Regions from separate parts of the Mus musculus genome. Here regions 1, 3, 4 and 5 are each linked to region 2. Evidence: chromatin contacts called from public HiChIP or PLAC-seq and Micro-C data. All regions are on one chromosome and are shown on one strand. The core of a region is the stretch at or near the end of the contact, and the rest is flanking DNA. Distances in the headings are between cores, read along the strand shown. Region 1 holds the start of Adra2c (adrenergic receptor, alpha 2c). Region 2 holds the start of Rgs12 (regulator of G-protein signaling 12). Region 3 holds the start of Add1 (adducin 1 (alpha)). Region 4 holds the start of 4930478P22Rik (RIKEN cDNA 4930478P22 gene). Region 5 holds the start of E130018O15Rik (RIKEN cDNA E130018O15 gene).

Region 1 (3,417 bases), core at 838-3,337, 330 kb after region 2:
CCATGTGCATGAGCCCATGAGGGAGTGAGGTGCATGTGTTCACGCATACCTGTGAGTACACCAGGGTGATTCAAGGAGCCCAGCTCCCGTCAGCCCATGTCACGGCTGCTTTGCAGCATGCGCACTGCTCCCAGGATTCACACAGACATGCAACCAGATCCTGTGGTAGAGGCCTGGCAGGGAATTGAGAGCCTAGGACCCAACATCCAGGCACTATGCAACCCTGGCTGGACCAACCCCGCACTTCTAGGCACCAGTATACCCACCACTCTGAATACCCAGGCTGCTTCACTTCACATGGATTTCCTTCTGAAATATACCAGGACCTTCCCAGAATGCCCTCACATAGTAGGTACAAACACCCAGTGTGGCCTGCCACCAACTACTCTTGAACACACAGTCTGTAGGGGCACACATTGTTTCCTGCCACAGAACAACCAGAAGCAGACTGTTGGGGCTAATTGGCTATCTCTGGGCAAAGAGGCTAGTTCAGCCTCTTCGTAAGTTCCTGCCACCCCAGGGGGTCTCACCAGCTGCCCTCAAATGAGCAGACTCTTTAACTCTCACTTCTGGCTGCTGACTCCAGAGTGGCTTCCTCTCAGTTATGCCGGGAGGTATGGTCAGCATCCCTACAGCATGTAGCCATCATCCCCAAGAGCCTAGGTCACTCAGTAGCGAGCCCTGCAGATGCCCTTGCAGGCTTCCCTTGCAGGGCTCCCAGGGCATCCCTTTGCCTAGGCAGGCATCACTTGGAAACGTGAGGCTGTGTGCAGTCAGGGCTTGGGCTAGACTACCTGTTGTCCCCTCAGCTTCTCATATGACAGCATCTCTGACTCAGGCAGGTCCACAATGCTGCCTGCAAGGGGAGAAGCCATCTCTCCAACAGTACCCGACCAGTGCCCACTTGCCCTTCCCCTCATCGTCCTCAGGCTCCCACATCCTCAGAACTAAACCAGCCTCTTCGGGGGGCACTCTCACCAAAGAAGCATCCCATCTGAAGGAGTACCCACATTCCTAAAGAGCACTCTGTCTTAGGGACCATCCACACACTGGGGACTACCTCAGTCCCTAGGGAGCATGGTCCACAAAGCTTTTTCCTAATAACTCCTCCATATCCAAAGGTGATACATGCTGTCACCTCCTCCTTTGCTTCTAGGCTGGGTTGGGGGTAGGGATGGGGGGTGGGGAAGTTCCAGGGCTTTGATGGCACTCAGTGTGGGGGTGAATATCCAGACACAAACACCATAAGGCCAGACCTCCTCTTCCTCCAATATACTGATGTTGGAGTCATCTGGGGGCTTCTATACAAACCAACTGAAGTTGTTTTGATCAGTGGCCCTTGTTGGGGCCTCTGGGTAAGAAGGACTTGTTAAAAAACCTTGGCGGTTCTTCCTCATAGTTCACATTCTCAGGTGACAGCACATGGCACTTTGCAAGCCCTGAGTTAGAAAGTGCCCAGGACAGGCATCAAGAAGTGTGTCCTGCACGGGCACAGTACTCAAGACAGGCCCATGGTCTGAAATGTTTGTCGTCTGCCTAATCCTAGTTGGACACCCCTGCCCTGAGGGTAGGTCCTGTGGGTCCTCTAGGGCTGCAGTGCCCACAAGGAGGTTGCACTATCCTCAAGGACTGCAGGGAGAAGCAGCCACCAGAGCAGGGACAAGTCCAGATGCCACAGGTCATGGCTCCAAGGTCCTCAGAATGACTTTCTGATGAGGCCTTCTGCCAGTGGATTGCCAACTCCCCTCCCTTTCCGGTCTATCTGACCTGTGTAATGAGGTCCTGGCCAGCCTTGGTGGAGAGAATGGTACTCCTTTAGTTCTAGCAGGGAAACGCTAGGTCTGGAAAGTCCAATTTATTCTCTTGGCCACATCCTCCCTGCAGACCTGGGGCTGCCTGGAGGCAGAGACCAGTGCCTCAACTCAACTCAGGCCACACGTGACAGAACCTCTGTGAAACTGACACGAGATCTCCCCAACATTTGATTTGCTCGCCCTCTCTTAAACCTACTCCCACAAAATCACGCTGCATGGGGCAGGTCAGTTTTGAGTTTGTCAAAAGCGCAGGTCTGGAGCGTCCCCTCCAGCTGTGAAAAGCGGGATCACACAGCATTAAGATTCAACTTCAACAATTGCCAACATGGGTATAGAGCTTGGGAGCTTGATCTGGGCCTCGACTGACACCGTGGTTATGATTCACGATCCCGCAGCGCTGAGAGGTACTCAGAGGAGGGAACTGAGGCTGACTGAGGAGGTGGCTCTGCAGGGGAGCAGGGACCCTAAGCTCCAAAGGAATGATGCGCACCAGCAGTGTCTCTGCCATGCTGCTACAAGCGCACTCTCCAATCAGGCCGCGGACCCCGAGCCAGCCCCTTACGAGCCGGTGTGCGCGCCCGCGCGCGCTCCGTCGCCTGTAACCGAGTGAGGTGGAGACTACGATCTTAGAAAGAGCAGGCTTCTAGAACTCACCGCTCAGGCCAGCCCGCGCTCAGCCGGGCCCCGCAGGCTGCAGTTGGCCCTGGAGGGGGCGCCCTCGCCGAGTGCGCGCCCTGCGCCGCCGCCTAGGGCTCCTCCCCGGCGCCGCCGGCAGGTTCGCCCAGGCGGCCGCGGGCTCCGGCTCCCGGCCCGCTCCCCCCGGGCCCGCGGCTCGGGCCTGCGGGGCGCCCCGCCCCGCCCCGCTGCGCCCTCCCCGCTGCGCTACTGGACTCAAGTTGGAAGCCGAGCCCGGGCGACAGCACTTGCGCCAAGCGCTCCGCGGCGGCGGAGACGCTGCACCGGCGAGCGGGGAGGGCGAGGCGGCGCCCGCACGGCCGAACGCGGACCTTGGGGGGCGCCCGCACTCGGGAGCAGCAGGAGGACCGCGGGTGTCGGCGCCCAGCCCCGCAAAGTAAAGTTGCAGGGACCCGGAAGAACGGCAACCTGCGCCCCGGCTCGCTTAGCCCCAGCCAGCCCGTTGGGAAGCAGAGTGTCCGGGCCGCCGCCTGCAGCCTGCAGCCCAGTCGGGCACCCGGACCGTGGAGCCGCTTGCGTGCACCAGCTTGGACACCGCATCTCCGTGGGCTGGCGGCCGGGACGCTCCCACTGAACCCAGGCCGAGGGCGGGGCCGCTCGAGGACCCGGGACCTACCCCCATTCCCCCCCACCGCCGCGTCGCCGCGCTCTCTGGGCACCTCCAGCTCTGCACTTACGCGCGCGGCAGCTGCGGGGAGCCCGGCAGCCACGCTCTCCGGCGCGCCGCCCGCCCGCCGGGCCACCACGGCCGAGAGCCGGCTGCGGGGCTTCGTGGCCCCCAGCCGGCGCGCCGGAGGAGCAGGCGGCGATGCGGACGCCGACCCTGGCTGTGGGGCGCCCGAGCTGCCGAGGCTGCGCCCGGGCTCCTGGCAGGACCGCGTAGCTCTCGGGAGGACCATGGCGTCCC
Region 2 (3,338 bases), core at 780-3,279:
GAATAGAGATTTCACAGTGACTAGCTTCTTCGCCAGCCTGAGGATCCAGGCTTGGGGACTTGAGCTTTCGTCCCTGTTCCTACATCAAGTCTATAAGGCACCTGGAATGCAGCCCAGTGTGGAGGAAATGAAAAGCAAAAAAGACCCCTATGCTGGACGCCTTTCACAGCCTCTGCTGGCTGCTCTCCGTCCTTCTTGGTGTCTCCCACAGCTCTGGGAGGCAGCCCCCTGTGGCCTGCTTCCTTCTGGCCTGGTTGTGCTTCCTTCAAAGGTCCTCTGCCTTCTCCCTACCTCCCTTTTTGTACGCTGGGATAGCTTATTGACATTAGGTCCTTTATAGTTGAGGTTCCACAAGGGCACAGAGGGTCAGGGTGACAGGCAACAAGAGGACTGTCAGCATCTCTAGGGCTGGAAGTAAGATAAGAGTGGTCATGGGATAGGGGAGAAAGCAGAAAGAGCAGTGACCCACACAAAACGACAACGCTGTGCTACCTAGCAGGGTTGACTGCTGGCTGTAGAATGGATCAGCAATGAATGTTTAAAGGGGGAAAAGACAGGAGAGGAAGAAGCAGGGCCAAGAAAGTAAGCAGAGAGATTTTGAGCTTGAAGGAGGTCATTGAGGCCAGGCTGAGAGAAGAGGTGTGAGGGGGTACCACATGCATAGAAATAGGGCTCTGTTACTCCATTGGCCTCAGTGTCACAGGGCTTCCTACTCAAGACACATTGACAGTCAATACATCTACCTATGCAGTGAAACGAAGCTGCACACTGACAAGAACACAGGGTTTACTGTCCTGGAAACACTGGAGGGACTACCAGTCGTGACTTACATTTCCTGAATTTAGGGAGGAAGTGAGTGTTAAAGGTTACAGCTATGGGGTTTTTATGATGATTTAATCTCAAGACCAAGAAGCTTGAACCAGGCTGGGGCTGGTGTTTGAGAAAAAGAGGGCCTAGGCAGTGAATTCCTGGTCTAAACTTTTTAAGTAAAATGCCCAGTTTCCTGTTTTCTGAAAGTACTTTAGCTAGTTTCTAACTGGGAATGAAACTTCTGAAGACGCTGTGGCTGCTCGGAAGTCAATGTGGGAAGGGAAGGGGAATTCTGCCCTTGACGTCTTTCACCAAAGAAAGGTCTCCTTGAGGTAGACAAGGTCCAATGTTCTGAAAAGGTTGGGCGTAGGAACTATAAAACCAGTTTGTGCAACTATTGTATCATAGCCTGAGTGGTGCTTGGGACAGGATTGATGTATTTCTCTCCATCTCAAATGCACGCCCTCAGGTAGATGACCCCTCTCCTGGCAGGTGGGAAACTTTCCTCACAAATGCATCGTGTCTCAGAGCTGCCCCTTGAAGGAGGACGAAGTGGTCTCTCTCTGCACGTGAAGAAGATCACACATCCCAGCTCTCTGCAACCATTCAAAAAAGAAACCCATCTGGCTTTTGCGATTTAGTAGGGTAGCTCAACCCCTCAGCTGGACCAAGGCGGAAGTCCCGCCCCGGCCTCCATGCTCCGCCCCGCCTCCGTCTAGCCTTAAGCCCTGGATGTTGAGCTTTCCGTTAGGTCTTCAGTCCCAGGCAAGTCCCTACTTCTTGAGCGCTTCTGTGCTAGGAGTCCGATCCCGCCTGACCCCGAGCCACTGTCCAGTAGGGCGGACTTTGCTCTCCAGGAGCCCGGCCCCCAGAAGCCGGATCCCGTTGGTCCCTGACTCCAGCTGTCCAACGACCTGATCTATCCCCTCATCCAGCTCCGTCCCCCAAAACCTGACTCCACCAAAATCCTAAACTTGGTGAATCTCGAATGAGCCCCACCAAGAGCCCAAATCACACCCTCCAAAAGCGGCTGAACTCCCCACCCTTCCAGGAGCCACACCCCCAGAAGCAGGACCCGCGGGGTCAGAGTCCCGAAGCGCACAACGGCCTGACCCGCCCCTCACGGGTCCCGCCCCCAGAGCCCCGCCCCCTAGGCCCTGGGCCCCACCCCCAGGAGTCGGAGCTCCTCTCTCAGGGGCCGGACCCTGCCCCTCCCGGAGCCCCGCCCCCGGCCCGGCGACGGCGGTGACCGTTGATGCTTTCGGCGGGCGCCCGGCGGGAGCAAGCGGCGGCCCGGTAGGTGAGCGGAGCCGGCGCGCCTCCTCGCGCGTCTTTCTTCTCTGGCGCGCGCCCCCGCCCGGCCCGGCCTTGTCCTCCTGCGGCCGTGGGGCCGAGCTCGGGCACCGCCCGCGCCTTCTTTGTTCGCGCGGGACTCCGGGAACTTGCCCGCGCGGGCTGCGGCCGGGGTCCCGCGCAGGCCGGATGTGCGGGTTCCGCAGGGCTGCAGCCCACCGGACTCGGGCGGGATCTGACCCGGCTCAGAAGCCGGCCCGGCTGGCCATGAGGGGACTTTAATGTCCAACTCAGCCCGCGGTCTCATTGTTTGGGCAGAGACCGTATCCAAGGACCCGAACTGAGGAAATGTAGGGCAAGAACGCAGGGCAGCCCACAGCGAGCGAGCATCGAGAATAGCTGGAGGGGTTAGAGCTGGGAAGTGTAGACAAGGGGGTTCAGAGTGTAGATAGAGGGGCCCCAAACCTGTGGACTGTGTGTGTGTGTGTGCGCAGAATTGTAGAGTGTAATAAGGGCTCAGCTGTGAAGTGTAGATGAAGGGGTGGTGTGTAGCTAGGGCCCAACCCCTGGAGTGTAAACAGAGGGGCTTTGACCAATAGAATACAAATGGAGGGGCCCAGGTTCCTGAAAAGGCCTCAGATGGAGTGTAGATGGAGGTCGCCCTGGTGAGGAAGCCTTGAGCCTACATCAAGCAACTGGTGTGTGGGAGAGGGGAGAGAAGCAAAATCAATTGTGAATCAAGGGCCTGCTTACATTCTAAAAGTTTCTGAAGAAAGCACAGTTGTCAGCAGGACAATTTCTCCAGAAAAACTGGGATAAAAATGTTACATCTTTTTATTTGGGGGGGGGGGGCTGGATGACAAGTACCAAGTACTCAGGCTGGCAGGATCTGGACTTCAGGCACACTGCTGGGATAGAGAAAGTCACGGGGTAGAGGGAATGGCTTAGGTAAGACTCTGGAGTAGGATGGATCTTTAAAGGATGCAAGGCCATTTCTGTGAAGTTTCTTGGAACCTACCTCAGTGGGACAAAGGAGGAGGGTTGCTTCTGACAGGAAAGATGAAAGGCTGGAGAGCTGGCAAAGGAGATCAGCAAATACCGGAGCTGAGGAAAGGCCCTCAGACTTGGGGTGGCCTGTGTGTTGCCAGTCTTGGCGCAGGAGTCAGAAGGCAGGGTTTATACTGAGTAGACCAAATTGCAGTGCATCGTGGAGTTGCCAGCTTGTGACATGAGGC
Region 3 (3,333 bases), core at 258-2,757, 380 kb before region 2:
TGAGAGCAGGTGCCCACAGAGTACAGAGGAGTGTGTTGGATCTCTTGTAGCTGGACTTATAGGCAACATTTCTAAACTTTTATATCTCTATATATTTCATTTTTAATCACTCAACCCTCTCTCCAGTTAAAGTAGGGGCTTATGGAGGGCAGGTGATTAATGGAGTTTTGACTGATGTCCGACTCACAGTAGGTCCAATAGGTCCCCGGACACATCCTGTGGTGATTTCCCCAGTTCCAGAATGTATAATTGGGATAGATATACTCAGAAATTGGCAGAATTCTCATATTGGTTCCCTGAACTGTAGAGTGAGGGCTATTATGGTTGGAAAGGCCAAATGGAAGCCTTTAGAGTTGCCTCTGCCAAAGAAAATAGTGAATCAAAAACAGTATCGTATTCCTGGAGGAATTGCAGAAATTACTGCCACTATCAAGGACTTGAAAGATGCAGGGGTGGTGGTTCCCACCACATCTCCGTTTAACTCTCCTATCTGGCCAGTGCAGAAAACAGATGGATCATGGAGAATGACAGTTGATTATCGAAAACTCTCTCTCTTCAGCAAACTTTCACTGGCATTAGACTTGTTGCTGGGTGCTGGAGGATGTCAGAAAAGTCATCTGAGAACAGTCAACATGTAGGGCAAATGTTCCTAGGACAGAGGGTACTGACTGGAATCCACAACCTCTCTGACCCTTATGGGGTCAAACTCAGAGCTCTTGCTGTGAGGATCGGTTTGTTTTTGTTTTTTGAGACAGGGTTTCTCCGTGTATGTAGCCCTGACTGTCCTGGAACTCACTTTGTAGACCAGGCTGGCCTCGAACTCAGAATCCACCTGCCTCTGCCTCCCAAGTGCTGGGATTAAAGGCGTGCGCCACCACGCCTGGCTGAGGAGAGGCTTGGATACACACTTCTGTCACTTGAGCCAGGCTCGAGGCTTCAACCTTTAATGGTTTGAAGGGAACCAGGAGCGGGACCCCTTTGTTTCCTTTGGGTCTTTTAGGATTCAGTTGACAGGAGAGACAGTAGGGACTTGATCCTTAGGTTAGTTTACCAGGTCGCTGCCAGGTGGACTGGTTCTGCCAAGGCCTCACCTAGCCTCATTCCCTGCCTCTGAAGAGGCCTCGGTGTTTGTTAATCCACTGTCATCCGGCGGGCCCTTCCTGTCTGTGGAGCTTTATCAGAGCACACACAGACATCTCAGTCCTGACTCCACCCTGATTGACAGCCCAGTCTCCCAAACTGCCTACTGATCTTCTCGCCTGAAGCGCACCTAGACCGTGTCCGTTCGCAGTCAGTTTGTGGGTCTGACCGTCTCAGTGGGAGAACTAGCGTTCCTGTGAGCAGGTGCACCAGCCCGCCGTCCCGGACGCAGCCAAAGCGACCCCTAATCCCACTGTGACACCGCCTTCAGCCGGAGGCCGGAGTCTACCCTTCTCTCCGCCTCCCAGGGCCCCGCCCTTCTCCGGGCCTGCCCCTTGCTTAAGATTGACCAATAACAGAGAGTAGTGCTGGACGGCGGTAGGGCGTTCAGACCAATGGGGCTGTGCATTGTTGGGCCGCAGCGCCGCAGGCCGCACCCAGCTTGGCGGCGGGGGCGAGTAGAGGGGTGAGGGTTGAGGGCGGGAGAGGACGAGGGCTGCTGCAGGCGGCGGGGGGTGCGCGGCAGCCAGGGGGCGGAGCCCAGCGCGAGCCGCAGGCGAGGCGGCGGCCGCACTCGGACCCGGGAAGCCGTGCTCTCTCCCCGATTCTCCGCGGAGGTGAGGCCCGGGAGCGCGGCGAGGTCTCCGGGGCCCCCAGCGGGCGTAGGGCAGGGGCGGCGGTGCTGGGCGGGCAGGGCAGGGCTGGGCAGGGCCCGGGGCCTCTGGGGCGCCTCTGGTGCGCTGAGGAGGGCGCGGCTAGGTCGCTGCGGCGCGGGGTGCCCGGGGTCTAGGTGCTTGCCTCCGAGTGCGGGGGCGAGGACACTGCATCGTCGCTTCCCAGGATGGCCCGGACGGACGCGGGGTTCTCTGTGGAAGCGGCTTGCTCGGCTCTGAGCTTCCTGGTGGGCCTCGGGGTCCTCCCGGGTCAGCATTGTGCTAATGGTGGCTCCAAATGCTGGTCACTGCAGAGATTGTGGAAAGGTGCATCTGGGTTCCGCTTGTCGGCTCTTTTAAAAACTGACACCTTCTGCCCCAAGAGAAAAAAGCCAGCTCTGTCCACGGATGGTAGTAATGAGGTGGTCGTGGAACTTCCTGGAGATGGGGCTTGCCTTTCCTCTCTGTTTTATCGTTCAGACCTCTTCCTAAAAACACTTCGTTTTTATAATTCAGTTCCTGGTTCAAGGTATTTGGTAGATGAGTTGTGTTTGTTTTATGCACACCCATCTTAAAAATAAATATTTTGGTTCACCTGAAACTGCTGTTGTTTTGACCATGATTTTAGGCCTAACGTTGTTAAACTCCCAAAGACCAAGAACAAAGCTAAAATCTGTCTATGCATAACTGCTCAAGAATTTCAGAGAGATTGTGTGTTTGTCAAAAGTGGGTTGAAATCTCAGTCGGGATAGGAACTAGATTGCTAAGGGATCCGCTATGTCTCCTTTGCAAGCAAGCTGGGAGTCGTGGGTGGACTCAACAGGCTCCAGAGAGGAAGGAGGTTGCAGGTCGGAGGTGAGTTTTATGCGGGTGGGATTCTAAAAATCGCAGTCTTTAATTAAAGCCAGTGACGTAGGGATCACATTTTAATTCTAAAACTTTGCTATGCTTCGTCAATTCGCAGCCCAGAATGGTCTGGAACTGAAAATTTCTGCCTCTGCCCCTAGTTCTAGGATTACCTTGAGGTTGACACCACACCCTGATAGTAAAGTTGTTTTTTGAGGAAGTATGAATGGTGTTGACCTTCAGAACAGCTTTTCAGGGTTTAGATGTGGTTTCGCAGAGGTGCAGGTCGGTGTGGTTAGTTTACTCATGTGTGTGTAGGTTAGTGAGAGTCAGCAAATGAAGCGACTAGGAATTCTAATCATTCTGCAAACTGGGATAGTGTCCTTTCTAAGATCTGTTTTACATAAACCATTCAGGTTTTCACTTAACTCTTGGTATTATCTGATACTATTGTTTTTGTTGCTTTGCTACACACACACACACACACCATTCATTTCATGTAATCATGTTGAGTCAGGACATTAAATACTGAAATGCTTCAGACAATACTGTGCTGGCTAGGGTTTAAAGTTAACTTGACACAGGCGAGAGTAATTTGAGAAGGAACCTCACCTGAGAAAATGTCCCTACCAGATTGGCTAGGGGGCAAGTCTGTTGTGCACGGTTTTTGATAGATGATTGACGTGGGAGCTCA
Region 4 (3,188 bases), core at 76-2,575, 410 kb after region 2:
GTGTATCCAATACATTCTTGGCCTTGGTTCCTCTATTTTGTACCCTTGTGGGCCCACAGTCTCAGTTCGTCACATTGGGTGACTGGCTCCCTTCCCACTCAGGACTAAGTCATTTATTCACCCAGGCTGATACATGGGGTTCTCTTCATGTGCCCACCTAGACATGCCATCATCCTCCATTCTCACAACAGAGTAAAAAGTCGCTTGTAAAATGGAGTCTCACAGAGTAGGGCACAACCTCTACCCCCTGCCCAATACCACATTGTTGTATTCAATAGGAACAACTCAGAGCAGGGCCCAGACTCTTCTCAACAGAATCCTAATCCCTCCCAGAGTCTATGAATGTGTGGATGTCTTGACCTCAGCAAAGGGGACTCTTGGGTGCTGGCCAGCTGTGTCGAACTGGGGAGAGTGCCCTGACATAGTGTGTGGACCTGATGGTAAGAGGCCAGTGCCAGGGGCAGGAGGAAGACATCTGGGAGCCATGAGACACAGCAGCCTCTGCACTAGAAAAGGCACCAGCCTGGCCACATTGGCTTTAGCCCAGTGGGCCCAGTGGGACTGGAGTGTTGGGGATCTCTGCAGCTAGCAGACTCCCCTTAATGATACCACACAGCCCAATCCTGCCTCTCCAAGCCCAGATCTTCCCCATAGGCAACTTTGAATAGCATGGCTTCTTTGCCAGCCTACTGTGAGTTATATATGACAGCACCCCTCACTCCACCTGCCCCAGGCACCACCACCCCCAATCTGGACTCTGTCAGACTCACCCAGGCATCCTCTGGGACTCCCATTCCTTCTACAACCTGACAGTACCAGACTTTGACACAAACCCCCAGCTGTTCCACTCCCCACCTTTCTGCCTCCCCGGGCCCCACCCATAGCACCCCTGCCTCTCCCCGAAGTCTCTCCTCTGGTTCCCACTGTTTCCAGATACCTGCACTGTCACCTGGCCCTTGATAATGCTCCCGATGGCCCCACTGGAGACATTGTGGACTTTCTGATTTCTCTCCCCGACCCCCATCCATACCCAGCCACTGGCTCTCAGCACATAGGCCAGATGGCCAACTTTCTTAGCTGGTCTACATGCATTCTTTCCAGAGAATTCCTGGGGAAAGTCCCCACTTTGTAGCTACACACACAGCATTTCTCCCTCTGAAAGATGGCCACTTCCTCTATCTTCTCACAATGGACTCTGGATACCGAGTCAAGGGTAGTTTCAGGCCCAGCTAAATGGGGCCTCATGCCTCTCCATCAGAGGTGGGCATGTGTGACAGTTAATATCAACTGTCAACTTGACAAGATCTGAAATCACCTAGGAGACAGACCTTCAGTCGTGCCTGCCAGGGATCGGTTAGCATCCTAGCATGCTTGTGGGATTATCTTGATGGGATTGAGGTGCGAAAACCCACCCTAATATGAGTGACTCCATTCTCTGAGCTTGAGTCTTTGGTGGCATAATAACAAGGAAGAGAGCTAAGGAGCAGAACACATCCCTCTGTCCCCTGACTGAAAGTGAAGTGACCAGCTGCCACCAAGACTTGCACAACATAATGGGCCGTGCCCCGATACTGTGAGACAAAACCAACACTCCCCTAAATTGCTTTTGTCTGATATTTCATTGCAAAACAGGAAAAGAAACTAAGACGGGGCCTGTGGTTTTATTTACTAAATCTGTCTGTTCTGGGAGGTGCAGATCACGGGTGCCAGCCCTTCTTCACCCACCTCATCCCCATCTTAAAGCACAGAGAAAGCTGGTCGATGAGTCTGCTGACCAGCAGGGGGCGCCTGCCCAATTCTGATGGTTTCCTGCCTATAGCTCATGGATGCAATTTGGAGGTGGCCACTGGGTGGCACCATTATGTCACATATGCCTACTGAGAATCCTGTTGACTGCTGGACAGGGGACAAGTCTGGAATCCAAAGCCCTCATCTGGACTGACTCTGCTATGGGGACTCTGCATGTGAGTGTTAGGCAGATATCCTGAAGGAGCAGGCCTGGACCTGAGCCTCCTAGGCAGGTCTGAACCCAGGATGCCAGAGCTCTCCTGGAGCAGACTGTCCCGTTGTCTACCACGTCAGGTTGGGGACCCAGGATTCTAAGATGAGAAGAGACAGACTTTACCCATCTTGATCCCTGAGTATATCTTCCTGTCTACAGCCTGGGGGTCTTTGTCCCTGGCTCAATTTCACTCACTGGCTTCTGTGGCTGAGGGTCCTTGGGCTCTTACCTCTGTGGAACCTAAAAGCCCCTGAGAGGGACGTTGAATGAATTCAGGGTAGACAAGCCCAACCCTGGGCCAGAGCCTAAACAAGACAAACAGCCCACAGCATTCATTTTGGGGAGGTTGGGCTGGAACCCACTTGGCACAGAGGACCAGGAACTTGGAGGTCTCATAGGGAGGCTTACAAGTTGGTAAGTGAATGGGTTCTGTCTGTCATCTTAGTGTGCAGAATCTCAAATGCGGGCATAGCCCCTGTCACGCAAAGAAGTCATACAATATGACCATTCAAGGTTTCCTTTCAGCACTTACCAGTCTGGCCCTCCTTGAGCCAGGTGCTGAGAGCCAAGCATTCCTGGCTTTCTACATACTGTGAAGTGCTATGCCCGGGAGTCAGCAAGCAGCAGTTTCTGCCAAGCTCCTTGGCCTTTCACCATGTAGTACTTCCTAAGTGCCACCCAGGCCCAAAGGGGGTGGGGCTCCCTGTATATCTCAGTCCCAGAGCCTGGCATTCAGGGTACACTCAAGCCCACTTTCAACCCTTCTGTCCATCCAGGAGGTCCTGATTCCCACCTCTCCTGCCCTCAGAGTCATCCCAACGTGTCTGCTCACCTTCCAGCTGGTTCAAGCCACCGTGGCCTTAACTGCCTGTGTTAACTACCTGGTTTATTTTATTTCTTTGTGGGTTTTTGGTTTTGCTTTGATGTTTATTTGTTTGTTGTCGTCGTCGTCGTTTTGTTTTGTTTTGAGGTAGGGTTTCCCTGTTTAGCCCTAGCTATCCTGGAACTAGCTCTGTTGAGCAGGCTGGCCTCAAACTCACAGATACCTCTGTCTCCCTAGTGCTGGGATCAAAGGCTTGTGCCACCATGCCTGCCTCTACCCATTTTCTTTTTTGTTGTTGTTGGGTTTTTTTTTTTTTTTTTTTTGGTTTTTGCTTTTTTGTTTTGTTTTGTGTTTTTTGTTTTT
Region 5 (3,330 bases), core at 594-3,093, 440 kb after region 2:
CTCCTGAGTGGTACCACCACTTGTAGTCCGTAGGATCCAGAGGCCAAGTAGTGTGGCTGTCACCCTCTTTCTAGTGCTCCCAAGCCAGTACCAGGAGATGTGGATGCCCTTTCCCCATTTCTGACCACCATCCCTTGCTGGTCTAGTACTGAGGCGCCACTCTGATGCACGGCTCCAGAGGGAGTGCTGGGTAAGACCAGGCAGGTCTCTCTCTGCCCAATGGAGTATGGGAGCAGCACTTATCCACGGTGTAAGGTGTAACCGGTGTAACCACAAGGGGCCAGGACCAAGGGCCAGGGCCCTAGGGCAGAGGGAATTACAACCCTGGTGCCTAAGAAGCCCAGCCTGGCTCCCCCATCCAGAGAGCAGAGAAATAAAATGGAAGCCACAGCACCCACCCAACAGGCTCCATTTTACAAGCAGGAAGGTACTGTTCACAAGGGGAGCCTGGAACTTGCAGAAGTTGGACGGTTCTCTCCATCACCATTTTTAGTAGGGCTCCTTTCTGGTCTGTTTCTTCATCACTTCAAAAAACAACCCCGAGCCCTGCAGTGATGCCTCATGCCTTTAATCCCAGCACTCAGGAGGCAGGGGCAAAAGGATCTCTGGGCTAACATAGATACCCTAACTCGGAAAAACGAAAAACCATATCAAAACAAAAACAAACCACCACCAACAACAAAACCAACCTGAATTGGCCGGCCCAGGGGTTGTGCCTGATTCCTACAAACAAATATCATTGCTAATTTCTCCCTCCCCGCCCCCACCTCTACCCAGGTCCCTGAGTATGTCTGAGCTGGGACACCCAGGAAGTAACAGCACTTGGGACACTCTGAGTCAAAGTTGGAGACACCCAACTTTGACTCAGAGCCCTCACCTATGAAATGTGGCTGCTTGCCAGCGATTCCTCTTGCCTTGCCCAATATGGCTCCAAAATCAAGTCCTATCGTGCACAAAACCCACTTCCCATCCAGGTTTCTAGCCAGGGTGCAGACCCCAAAGGTTCCTTAGCCTGGCGGCTCATCCATCCTTCTATATCCTCAAGAGCCACTTATAGTGGGAGGGAGGGGAAGCGCTCTCTTTTCACATTAGTTTTTCCCTTTGAAGTATAGGGTGACTCTATTTCCCTCTATTTCTCTTGTTGGGGAGATTAAACAAAGTGGGCTCCGGGCCTGCAGTTGCCTTCTCCTGGACAGTGGGACACACTTCTTTACGCACTGTCTGTGACCCGCACTGAGCAGCTAGATGGGCCTTCCGTGATAACCCGCATCCAGTGAAGCGTTCCGCTCAGTGACTAGGCTGTCCCCCTATTCCTGTTGGAAGTGGATCACAGCTCCGTTGGTCTCAGCGAAGTCTGGGTTACCCTCTGCGGCCTTGCTCCTGAAGCGGGGGAAGAAAATTCACTTTGTGCAGGGCAAGAGAGGCAGAAAGAGGAATTGTTCCTCAAGACCTGCAGTCCCGCACAGTGGCTAGGCACGAAGCTCTTACCAGCCTGAAAGAGAGTGAGAAGGCCGGGCAATGGAGGTGCCAGAGCAAATGTAATCTGTTCCTACCCAGCGTGACACCATGGGGCACCTTCGGGCTTGACTCTCTTTACACACCGAAACTGAGCCCGGGATATGAGAGCATTCCATCGCAGCGCGATGGCACCAAGAGCATATTTCGTTACGCGTAAGAGTTAAAACATGCTGCGTCTCTGCAAACTTGTTTTGGCAGAATCCCCGTTTTAAATTACACGCGAGGTCTTAAAAAAAAAGAAAAAGACTGCGGCCCAGTCGGCAATAGTCCTTACCCGCGCGCAAATACACAGTCACAGGGACTCACGCACAAACCGAGCGTTCTGCGGGTTCCGACACGCTCCCGGAGGGTGAGCAAGGCTCTCCTCGGATGCGATTGGCCAGTCTGGGCTTCACAGCGACCCTGTAGCCAATGGTCGACCTCCCAGCCGAGGCCCCGCCTTCTCCCACTCCCTGGCGCGGGTACCGGGGTGGGGGGCGCCGGAACGCATCTCGCGGGGTCGTACCCCCAGGACCACCGGGTCTCCTGCCCTGGGCCCTGCCACCACCTGCGCGCAGAGTCCGGCCGGGCAGCATCTCCGGCAATGGCTTCTCTCCGGGCTGCAGCGGGTCGTTGGGGCTGAGCCTACGAAACTCGCGCCGCCCCGCCCCCGGCACCGCCCCCTCCCCCTCCCGTGAGGCCAGCCGGGGCGGCGACCTGAACCGCTCGGAGAAACGCGAGGGAGGCTGCTGCGGGAACGGCCGTCCGCGCGCACCCGCTCCCGCCCAGCCCAGCCCGGCACAGAAGCCGACGCCCGCCTCGTGGAGCCCGACGCCCTCACTCCGGGCAGCGGCTCTCCAGGGCCAGGCCGCGCGTGCGCCAGGCGGCCGTTCGCCACTATCCAAACGGGGCCGGGAAGAGCAGCTGCGCCCCAGGCAACCAGGGACCCCCAGGATCCCAGCCTTGCCCGACGGGCCCGCGGCCGCGATGCCGGATGAGCTGACCGAGCCCGGGCGCGCCACACCAGCTCGCGCCTCCTCCTTCCTCATCGAGAACCTGCTAGCAGCCGAGGCCAAGGGCGCGGGGCGCTCAACCCAGGGCGATGGCGTCCGCGAGGAAGAGGAAGAGGACGACGACGACCCCGAGGACGAGGATCCGGAGCAGGCGCGACGACGACTACAGCGGCGGCGACAGCAGCGCGCGGGCAGCGGGCCGGGCGGGGAGGCGAGGGCCCGGGCACTGGGCCTAGGGCCCCGGCCGCCTCCTGGGCCCGGCCCGCCCTTCGCGCTCGGCTGCGGAGGTACAACGCGGTGGTACCCACGGGTGCACGGCGGCTACGGAGGTGGTCTAAGTCCTGACAGTGAGTGAGGTTGCGGGGAAGGGGTGGGCAATGGTCAGGGCTCTGCTCCCTCCCTATGCATTCTTTTGGTGACTTCGGGCTTAGTGAGCTCCTAGTCTTCCTGTGTACTGGGGCCTGGGTGGTATGAGATCCCCTTGGATGGGCAATTGTTGGAGACTGGGGATGGCACTGCATGTAGGAAGCTGCTAAGGCTAGGATCAGGCCCAAGAACACAAAATTCGGAGAGGAGAGTGAAATAGGCCTCGGAAAGATGAGAAGGGGAAAGAGTGTGTTTGGAGAAACATCGAAGGTGAAAGGGAAGTGAAGGAAGAGGAAAGGTGGCAGAGGAGGGGAGGCCGCGGGGGTCAAGCACTAAAATAAAAGGGGCAGAGCTGAGAGACCACAGCTATGGAGGCTGGATGGGAGGCCTTCTTCTATAGCAATTGCAACCCCAAAGTATCCTTTGCCCTCCCTGCTGCGCAGTAAGACCATGG

Evidence for each region. Hi-C and Micro-C count contacts between places; a contact is called where the count stands out from the background. HiChIP or PLAC-seq counts read pairs in DNA pulled down with a chosen protein or histone mark.
Region 1: a contact with region 2 is called in a Micro-C map of embryonic stem cells, with 2.8 times the contacts expected there. The contact joins the promoter of Adra2c here to the promoter of Rgs12 in region 2. A contact is called at or near these places in 1 of 39 promoter capture datasets (embryonic stem cells), 1 of 484 Hi-C or Micro-C datasets (embryonic stem cells), 1 of 115 datasets of contacts at active chromatin or transcription factors (forebrain) and 1 of 9 other capture datasets (adipose tissue).
Region 3: a contact with region 2 is called in a Micro-C map of embryonic stem cells, with 2.3 times the contacts expected there. The contact joins the promoter of Add1 here to the promoter of Rgs12 in region 2. A contact is called at or near these places in 2 of 39 promoter capture datasets (macrophages and neural stem cells) and 3 of 484 Hi-C or Micro-C datasets (all in embryonic stem cells).
Region 4: a contact with region 2 is called in an H3K4me3 HiChIP or PLAC-seq map of forebrain, with 4 times the contacts expected there. The contact joins the promoter of 4930478P22Rik here to the promoter of Rgs12 in region 2. A contact is called at or near these places in 2 of 39 promoter capture datasets (hippocampal neurons and pre-B cells) and 2 of 115 datasets of contacts at active chromatin or transcription factors (embryonic forebrain and forebrain).
Region 5: an H3K4me3 HiChIP or PLAC-seq map of forebrain shows a contact between it and region 2, with 3 times the contacts expected there. The contact joins the promoter of E130018O15Rik here to the promoter of Rgs12 in region 2. A contact is called at or near these places in 1 of 484 Hi-C or Micro-C datasets (embryonic stem cells) and 1 of 115 datasets of contacts at active chromatin or transcription factors (forebrain).

Annotation. Positions count from the first base shown.
Region 1 is chr5:35,276,479-35,279,895 of GRCm38.p6, forward strand. It overlaps Adra2c (adrenergic receptor, alpha 2c), which reads left to right and starts at 2,088. Exons shown (of 1, transcript NM_007418.3): 1 at 2,088-3,417. The coding sequence starts at 3,408.
Region 2 is chr5:34,947,419-34,950,756 of GRCm38.p6, forward strand. It overlaps Rgs12 (regulator of G-protein signaling 12), which reads left to right and starts at 2,030. Exons shown (of 17, transcript NM_173402.2): 1 at 2,030-2,106.
Region 3 is chr5:34,572,157-34,575,489 of GRCm38.p6, forward strand. Add1 (adducin 1 (alpha)) reads left to right here and starts at 1,508. Exons shown (of 16, transcript NM_001331082.1): 1 at 1,508-1,757. It overlaps Mir7036b (microRNA 7036b), which reads left to right and starts at 1,995; the gene lies at 1,995-2,057.
Region 4 is chr5:35,360,228-35,363,415 of GRCm38.p6, forward strand. It overlaps 4930478P22Rik (RIKEN cDNA 4930478P22 gene), which reads left to right and starts at 1,326. Exons shown (of 4, transcript NR_046060.1): 1 at 1,326-2,416.
Region 5 is chr5:35,386,633-35,389,962 of GRCm38.p6, forward strand. It overlaps E130018O15Rik (RIKEN cDNA E130018O15 gene), which reads right to left and starts at 1,844. Exons shown (of 2, transcript NR_152157.1): 1 at 1,793-1,844. Hmx1 (H6 homeobox 1) reads left to right here and starts at 2,229. Exons shown (of 2, transcript NM_010445.4): 1 at 2,229-2,857. The coding sequence starts at 2,485.